2 separate regions of the Mus musculus genome follow, and region 2 is linked to region 1. The links are chromatin contacts, called in public HiCAR-type maps. All regions are on one chromosome and are shown on one strand. Each heading gives the region's core, a stretch centred on a gene start, on an enhancer-like site or on the middle of the called end of the contact. The rest is flanking DNA. Distances are from core to core; before and after follow the strand shown.

What was found. HiCAR-type assays count read pairs that join an accessible place to other places.
Region 2: a HiCAR-type map of astrocytes shows a contact between it and region 1, with 4 times the contacts expected there. The contact joins the promoter of Enpp2 here to the promoter of Med30 in region 1. A contact is called at or near these places in 1 of 39 promoter capture datasets (hippocampal neurons) and 1 of 115 datasets of contacts at active chromatin or transcription factors (astrocytes).

What each region holds. Positions count from the first base shown.
Region 1 is chr15:52,710,747-52,714,568 of GRCm38.p6, forward strand. Med30 (mediator complex subunit 30) reads left to right here and starts at 1,699. Exons shown (of 4, transcript NM_027212.2): 1 at 1,699-1,940. The coding sequence starts at 1,764.
Region 2 is chr15:54,918,086-54,921,907 of GRCm38.p6, forward strand. It overlaps Enpp2 (ectonucleotide pyrophosphatase/phosphodiesterase 2), which reads right to left and starts at 2,061. Exons shown (of 25, transcript NM_015744.4): 1 at 1,844-2,061; 2 at 1,514-1,613. The coding sequence starts at 1,876.

The DNA.
Region 1 (3,822 bases), core at 449-2,948:
GAAGGGAGAAGCAGAAAAAAAGCAGAGGTAGCACTCACTGTAAGAGAACCTTGAGGGGGAAATGGTTTTGATCTATTTTTTTCCATTCTCATAAATGTTGGTCAAAGACTAATTCCTCTTTTTGTAGCAATGTATGGTGACCTCAAATATGGTAGAAATCCATTTTGAGCTAATAAGGAACTGTAAGACCCAGAATGCATGTAGCCCTTAGAAACTGGAAAAGACAAGATATTGGAAAGTCCCTGGTAGTTTAGAAAAGAACACAGCCATGCCACCACCTTGAAGTTGGTTTGGGTGTCTGAGCTCTAAAAATGTTAGTTTGGGGTAATGCTTTATCAAGGCATTAGGAAAACAACAGAATGAACTGCTTCTTTGAAATTTGATTTTTCTTCCCTCTCTTTGGATATGGCAGAAGCTCCACCATTTATTCAGGTCACAAGTAGGTGCTCTCTTTATTCCTTCTTCTCCAGATGCACCCATCTATAACAACATCAGGTTCTGTAGATTTTCGCTAACAAGTCGCCCACTGAGTCCTTCACTAATTCAGATCATCTGCATCAATAACTTCAAGAGGAGGGAAGCAGCACTCACCATTCACCAGCCTCTCTCCACTGAACAGCCAGTTAAATCTGTCCTGAAGATTTCACGTTTAGATCTGTCTCCTTGAAACACTTCTATGATGTGCTTTGTCGCTCAGTCAGAGTGTCCTTACATGGTTTTAGATCCTCCATTGTTTACCTGTCTTCTATCATATTTCCCAATACTCACCATAATAAAAGCATTCCCTCAAGTGTTGGTGATGGCTTCTGGGTCTCCAAAGCTACAATTTGGGTGTAATTAGTGCTCCATTTTCATCTATTTTTAAGACCCAGATTTACTCCCTTCATCTTGTACAAGGTCCACTAAAGAGCACCCTGACGTCAGGACCTTGGGCTCTCATCCTAACACAGTCATCACAGTAATTAATGTTTATTCTCTATGAGGGCAGCTTCTACTGAACTTTTTACTATGCTATTTCTATCCTGGGCACAGCATAGTTAGGAATAGTTAGCACAGTCAAGTTAGGAGTAACTGTAATATATTGCTATATTTACATTACCATTAATGTCTTACTGTGTCTAATTTACATATTAATATTTTGTAGACATGTATGGGAAATGCAGAGAAGTATCTGGGGCTGCAATTTCAGATGTACATTGGGGAGGGATTATTACTGGAGTTTCACAATCAGAAAGTAGTGCATGTCTACAGGTGTATTACTTAGAGGAACTTGGAAAATACTCAAACAGGGAACAAAAGCAATCCTGGTGGTGGGTTTCTTGTTACCCAGAAGCGTACAAGAACAGAAATCATGTTTTCTGACTTTGAACAGAAGATTGCCAGTGCAACAACTAGTTCAAGCCCTCTGAACCTGCATCCTATCTGTAATTAGACATGTCTCATAGGTTTGTTATGAGAAAGAATGCTCTGCAAGAACCCAACAGAAGCAGAGAACCAGCCAGACACACAACTTAGGGCACAGACAGAACTCTGGGAAAGCCCACCCCATCTATCACTGGTACCGCCCCCTGGGCAGAACTCTACTTCTGATTGGGTAATTTCCTGTCTGTCTTACCGTTCCCAACTGCGGAGCCCAATCGCGTCAGGCTCCGCGAGGCGCCAGTCTTCCGGTACAGCGCTTGCATCGCGGCGGGCGGAAGTGGCGCCGCTTTTTTGAAATCGGCCGAGTGGGCTCGCGCCGGACCCGAGCCGCCGGGGGTGCCATGTCCACCCCTCCGCTGGCGCCCACGGGCATGGCGTCCGGGCCCTTCGGCGGCCCGCAGGCTCAGCAGGCCGCGCGCGAGGTCAACACGGCCACGCTGTGCCGCATCGGGCAGGAGACCGTGCAGGACATCGTGTACCGCACCATGGAGATCTTCCAGCTGCTCAGGAACATGCAGGTGGGCGCCTGGGGTGACAGAGCTGGTGAAAGCGGGCCTCCGCGGGCGACCTCAGGGTGGCCGGGTCGCCTCTACACCCCAGGTCCTCAGCGTGTATCCCCTTGCCCTGAGAGGCCGCAGGTGTGGAGGTCCCACCTCCTCCTTACCCCATACCTGGAAGACCTCAGGCTGGCCATCCTGCTTTACACCCTTGGTTCCCAGTATGTGTCTGTCTCACGCCCTGGAAAACCCTCAGGCATGGACACACCCCCTTATACCCAAAGTCCCCACCGTGCATCTATCTCTTGCTCAGGGTTACGACGGGTGGACACCCCGTTATGCCAATGTCCCCAGCATGAGTCTGCCATCTGACATGAGCGATTCCAGACATGGTCACCCCTATTTTCCCCAGAACTGTTACCCAGCATGCGTCTCTCCCCCACCCCAGGCGACTCCTATACTAGCTATGCTCATTACCGCTAGAAGTGTCACAAGCATATCTGTCCCCCAACCCCATCGTGCTTTTCAAAGTTCAAATGGATCACGCTGTACTTGCTTTTTAAAATTACTTTAAAAATTTTAGAGCAAAATTTCTCCTGAAGGAGATGCCCCGAAGCTGAAGAATTCAGACAATAGTGTAACCCCTTTCTAGACTTAACTAGACTACAGTAAGCTGTGCAAATGTAAAGTTATGGCATATGTTTAGGAATATACTTGTGACCTTATCATAGTTGCAAGAGTGAAAACAAGTGTTATCCAAGAAGTTTCCTTGCATCCCGTGGCATGTTTGCCTCCATCCCCAGGGAGCCAGTGTTAGTGTTTTTCCAGTTGTATGTGATAAGAATCACATAGCATGTGAGCTCTATTGGTCCAGGTTCTTTCAGCATATACTTATGTTATTTTTTTCTCTTGCTAATTTGTTGAGTGACTACGTGGCAGCCTTTGCATTCGTTCATCTGTATGAACGAATTTGTAAATAATGACAAAAATTTTTTAATGGATTTTTTTGTATGGGAATGTGTTTCAGTTGATTTCAGAGTGGAATAGCTGAATTATGTATGTATGTGTGTGTGTGTGTGTGTGTGTAATTTTTTTAATGTGTCTGATCTATTTGAATCTCCATCTCTGAGGGTCCTTGTTTACCTCTGCTTTATCGTCATTTGTTACTGTTGTCTCTCTTTACTTTCCCAGGTACTTAAGTCGGCCACTCATTTCTTTTCTTCTTGAGGAGCAGAGGGTTTATCATTTTGAGGGCATCCTACTTGTTGATTTGTTCATCCATAGTTCTTGCTTTTGGTATCAAACTTAAAATTTAAAAAGCAATGGATGTTTCCTGTGGAAGTTTTGCTCTTTGAATCTCTCCTTGTGTTTATCTCCTGGCTAGATTCTGAAGGGATGATATGGGCAATCCGTTTGGGTCTAAGTTCATCTTTTGGCTCCAGATTGTGACAGTACCATTTGTTAGTCGTTCTTAGAGCTTGCTTATCCTCACATTACAAGATGCAGAAAGCATCTTTGTTCTACTCCTGAGGAGCCTGTGGGTCAGCGAAGTAAACTGACTGCCCCAAAGCTACTCAGCATAGTATAATTGATGCCATATCTGGAGCCTGTTAACATCTTTTACTTCTATGGGTGCCTGTCTTAGTCAGGGTTTCTATTCCTGCACAAACATCATGACCAAGAAGCAAGTTGGGGAGGAAAGGGTTTATTCAGCTTACACTTCCATGCTGCTGTTCATCACCAAAGGAAGTCAGGACTGGAACTCAAGCAGGTCAGGAAGCAGGAGCTGATGTAGAGGCCACGGAGGGATGTTACTTACTGGCTTGCCTCACCTGGCTTGCTCAGCCTGCTCTCTTATAGAACCAAGACTACCAGCCCAGAGATGGTCCCACCCACAAGGGGC
Region 2 (3,822 bases), core at 811-3,310, 2.2 Mb after region 1:
TTACTTGTCTTGTATCTATTCCCTACAACATATGGAAGTAGTTTATTATATGAGCAGTGTTTTCAGGGACTAATACATTTAATCCATACTTTTCACATTTTCTGGTAGAGATCACACACATTTAATAGGAGATGAAACAGGATGGAGGAAATGTTTTTTTATTATTTTATTTTTAACAATCTAGAAGATAAAGTCTTCTAAACTGATGCTCATTGCTGAGGGCTGAGGCATTACAAGTGACTTGCCTGTGAAAGGAGCACTTATTAATATGGACTCAGGGTCCCAGGCTGGTACTTTGATGATCCATAGTCCAAAAAAAAAAATAATGGCCAAGTTTGAAAATAATGCAGTCATCAAAGAAACAGCATCGATTCCTGCCACTATCATTTAAAGAAAGCAGAAAATTGGTTCCTTTTCCGCACAGTGGAAAGACCCGGCCATGGGCTGTCAGAGCTGCATGCTCAGGCCAAGGACCTAGTCCCCTGTCACAATCAGCCTTAGCGAGGGTCAAAAAGAAGGCTTTGAAGACAGTGTTTGCCTCCAATAAAAACAGCCTTCTCTTCTGGCCCAGCAATCCCTCTCCTCTCTCCCCAAAGAAACACAATGCAGTTTTGTCCCTCAGGCTCCCCGGGGCCACAGTTTTTTAAGATCTGTTTTCACATTCTTTCTCCAAAACACACTGCAGCTCCTTCACCCTCATCACCTACTGTACCTTCAACCTTCTTCTCAAGCCTAAGTCAGATAACTTGCCATGTGGAAGATTCAGTATTCCACTATGCCTCATTTAATAATACACATTTATGGTGGTATAAAGGCAGGTGGTGTTTCATAGAGTGCCAATCAAGAAACACAGAGAAACACCAAATTCCCGGGGAGACAGAAGACATACTGTGATGTCAGAGAAAGGGAAGAAAATATTGCCCCCTAGAGTACCTGTCATTTCGAATGCAATTTTTAATTCTGAAACCATCAGCAGCTCCAATTTCCAGGAAATTAACCAAGCCATTGCTTAAGACCAGGTCAGCTAGGCCCCCTCAGCCTGCACAAACGTTCCTTTATGAAGCCCCACTCCGCTGGGTACAGCCCACTGCAAAGGAGCCCCATTCACTCCAGCTGTGTTAGTTAAGTCAGCTCCGAAAACTCACCTTGCCTTCTTCCAGAAGGAAACACAGCGATCACAGATCTCCTCTCTAAACTCACCTTGAGGGTTCCCCTAGTCTCAGTAAATCTTAGTCCCAAAGTTATAAATAAATTTCTAGTTTCACTTTTAAAAAAAAAAGTTTATTGCCTTTTTTAACTTCCTTTTTTCTCATTCCTAGGATAGAACTTTCTGATAGCAAATAATGTACTTTACACAACACAGCCGTCTCAACCCTCTGTACCACCACGTGGAACCTGTCAGCCCCATCCTTCTCCAACATTAAAGCGATAACCTATTCTCACCTTGGGCTAAATGTATCGCCCTGCACAGTACTGTTAAAGAAACAAAACTGCTAATAACGGATACTCTTACCTGTGGGAGGTCCTTCATCCCATTCGGCCCTCTTAATTCGACTTGCTGTGAATCCTAAGCAGAGATTGACGCCGATGGCAAAAGTGAACAAGGATATTACCTAAGGGGATAAGGAGATCAAGTTGTCAAACACAACTAGATTAGATGCATTCAAAGTGCATGGAAGCAGTTCAGATGACCCTAACAACCCGAATCCTGCCAATTCGGAAAGGCATTCTCAGATGATGTCTGAATTTGAACAAGGAAAAAGAAAAAAGAAAAAAAATCGAATTCAAATGGTAGTGATCGGAGAGATTCGGCACCTCGCTAGTCACCGTACCATCCTCCTACCTGGTATGACCCGAAACAGCCTTGTCTTGCCATGCCGAGGGATTCTTGGAAAACCTCTGCAGGGTGTTCTCTGCTTGCCCTGAATGCTCTGCTTTCGGGGCTCTGCGTTCAGGCTGTTAACTCCAAGCAATCCCACCTGGGAAGTTGACAGGCGCATCTGATTCGTGCAGAGCTCGATTTCATCACAGTTGGTTCACAAATTGCAACTCTGAGCAGAAGAGGCTTAAGGCAACATCCTTCTTGGCCCCACCCCCCGACCGGCCCCTCCCCTTGAACAGACACTTTCATGTGGTATCCTTTGGCAACCGGAGGACTTCTTGTGTAGCTGTGGCCAATAACAGTGCATGTTCGATTTTTTTTTTCTTCCCTCTCAAATACATGGTTTGTCAAAAGAGAAACCAAATGTACTTTATCCGATAAAAATGAATCAGAGCTGCCCAGAATTTCCCATCAGCTCGAAGCGTTTACTATGTAGTTATTTGATGCCCTCAACCCCCCAACTTCAGGGTTTTTTTTTTAAACAAGGGGGGGGGGTACAATTTATAAACCAAACAAATCTCTGTCTTTACCATTTGTTTATTTTTCTGGCAGTTGGAATGACCCTGTATCTATATAAATACATTGTCAGCTACTTCTGATTCCTTGGGAGCTTCACACAATGGGAGCTTCCAAAATTGCAACTCACACGAGAGATAACATTATTTTCCCTTCATGTTGTTAAATTTTACACTAGTAACTTTTATCAAAATACTGGGGCTGCCAGCTTAAGCTGCATAAAGCCCTTCTGAGTATGAGAAACAGACAATATCATTCCAGTCTCTACCCATTCCTGACAAAAGTCAGCTTGTCTGTGGAGTGGGGGTGGGGTAGGACGCAGGCATAAAGGACAGTAGGGGAGGGAGCTTCATTAGCCTTGAATTTAGCTTGAAAGTGGCAATGGCTGCAAGAATTCCTGTCAAATGCGCATCTCCTTTGAAGAGACTGTCCCGGGAGGCTCTTGTGTGTGTTGAAGCTTCTATCCTAAGCAATTTTGCAACTTGGCAACCACACCAAATTTAGAAGCCTCTAAATCGGAAAGTCGTTTCCATATTATATGCCTTTAGGATTCAAATGAGGGGAGGCTTGTTTTTGGCTTTCCCCTACCGGGCCCCTTGACGATCATTCTTGCAGAGCACATATGTGCATACGTAAACAAACAGGAACCTTCCAGGCAGCAACTGCTTAAAGGAAGCCCCCGTGGCTCTGCTCGCATAAAACCCGATAGCACAAAAGCCAAGAGCTTGTTTACGTGGATCGCAGAGTAAGCCTGGGTTTCATTAGAAACTCTAGAATTTAGTAAACAGCTCATTGAAAAGAAGAAGAGACACTGCCAGACACTCAGTGGCTCTTCTAGGATCCTCTTAGCTTTGGACTCTCGCAGAGCGGGCAGGCTATGAATTTATCTACAAGCCTCTTGCTTTAGTCTGTATGCCAAGCTAAACTGATCTGGAGTTCATTATTTAGCAAGGCTTCTAAAAGATGTTAACCCCATGTAAGGTTTTTCTACTATATATTCCATCTCGAGATGCAAATCTGCTGTTCTCAGGGAAATCTGTAAACCAAAAGGAAATCATTGGGTCTGCACTGTTATTTCAGTGTACCCTGCATGCTACAGAGGATCTGAAAACAAATGGCCTCCTTTTCTCTCCAGCCTCCCCAGCCTGTAGGTCCCAGAAACTTGAGACTTTCTCTGACATAGAAACCCATCTCTAAGAAAACCTAGGCTCTCCTTGGAAGGAAAAAAAAATACAGCTCAGAAACTGAAGATCATTTTGTATTTTGTTGTTTTATTTTTATGGAAAGCAAACTAGCTGTGCAGGAGAGAGGGGGCCACAAAGCGTGAGAGCAAGTTGGTCACGTATATCATGATCTGTACAGCACTGGATTACCCATTGATCGAAAAGGATCAAGATGAGCCACTGTTTCTGTGAGCCATTCTG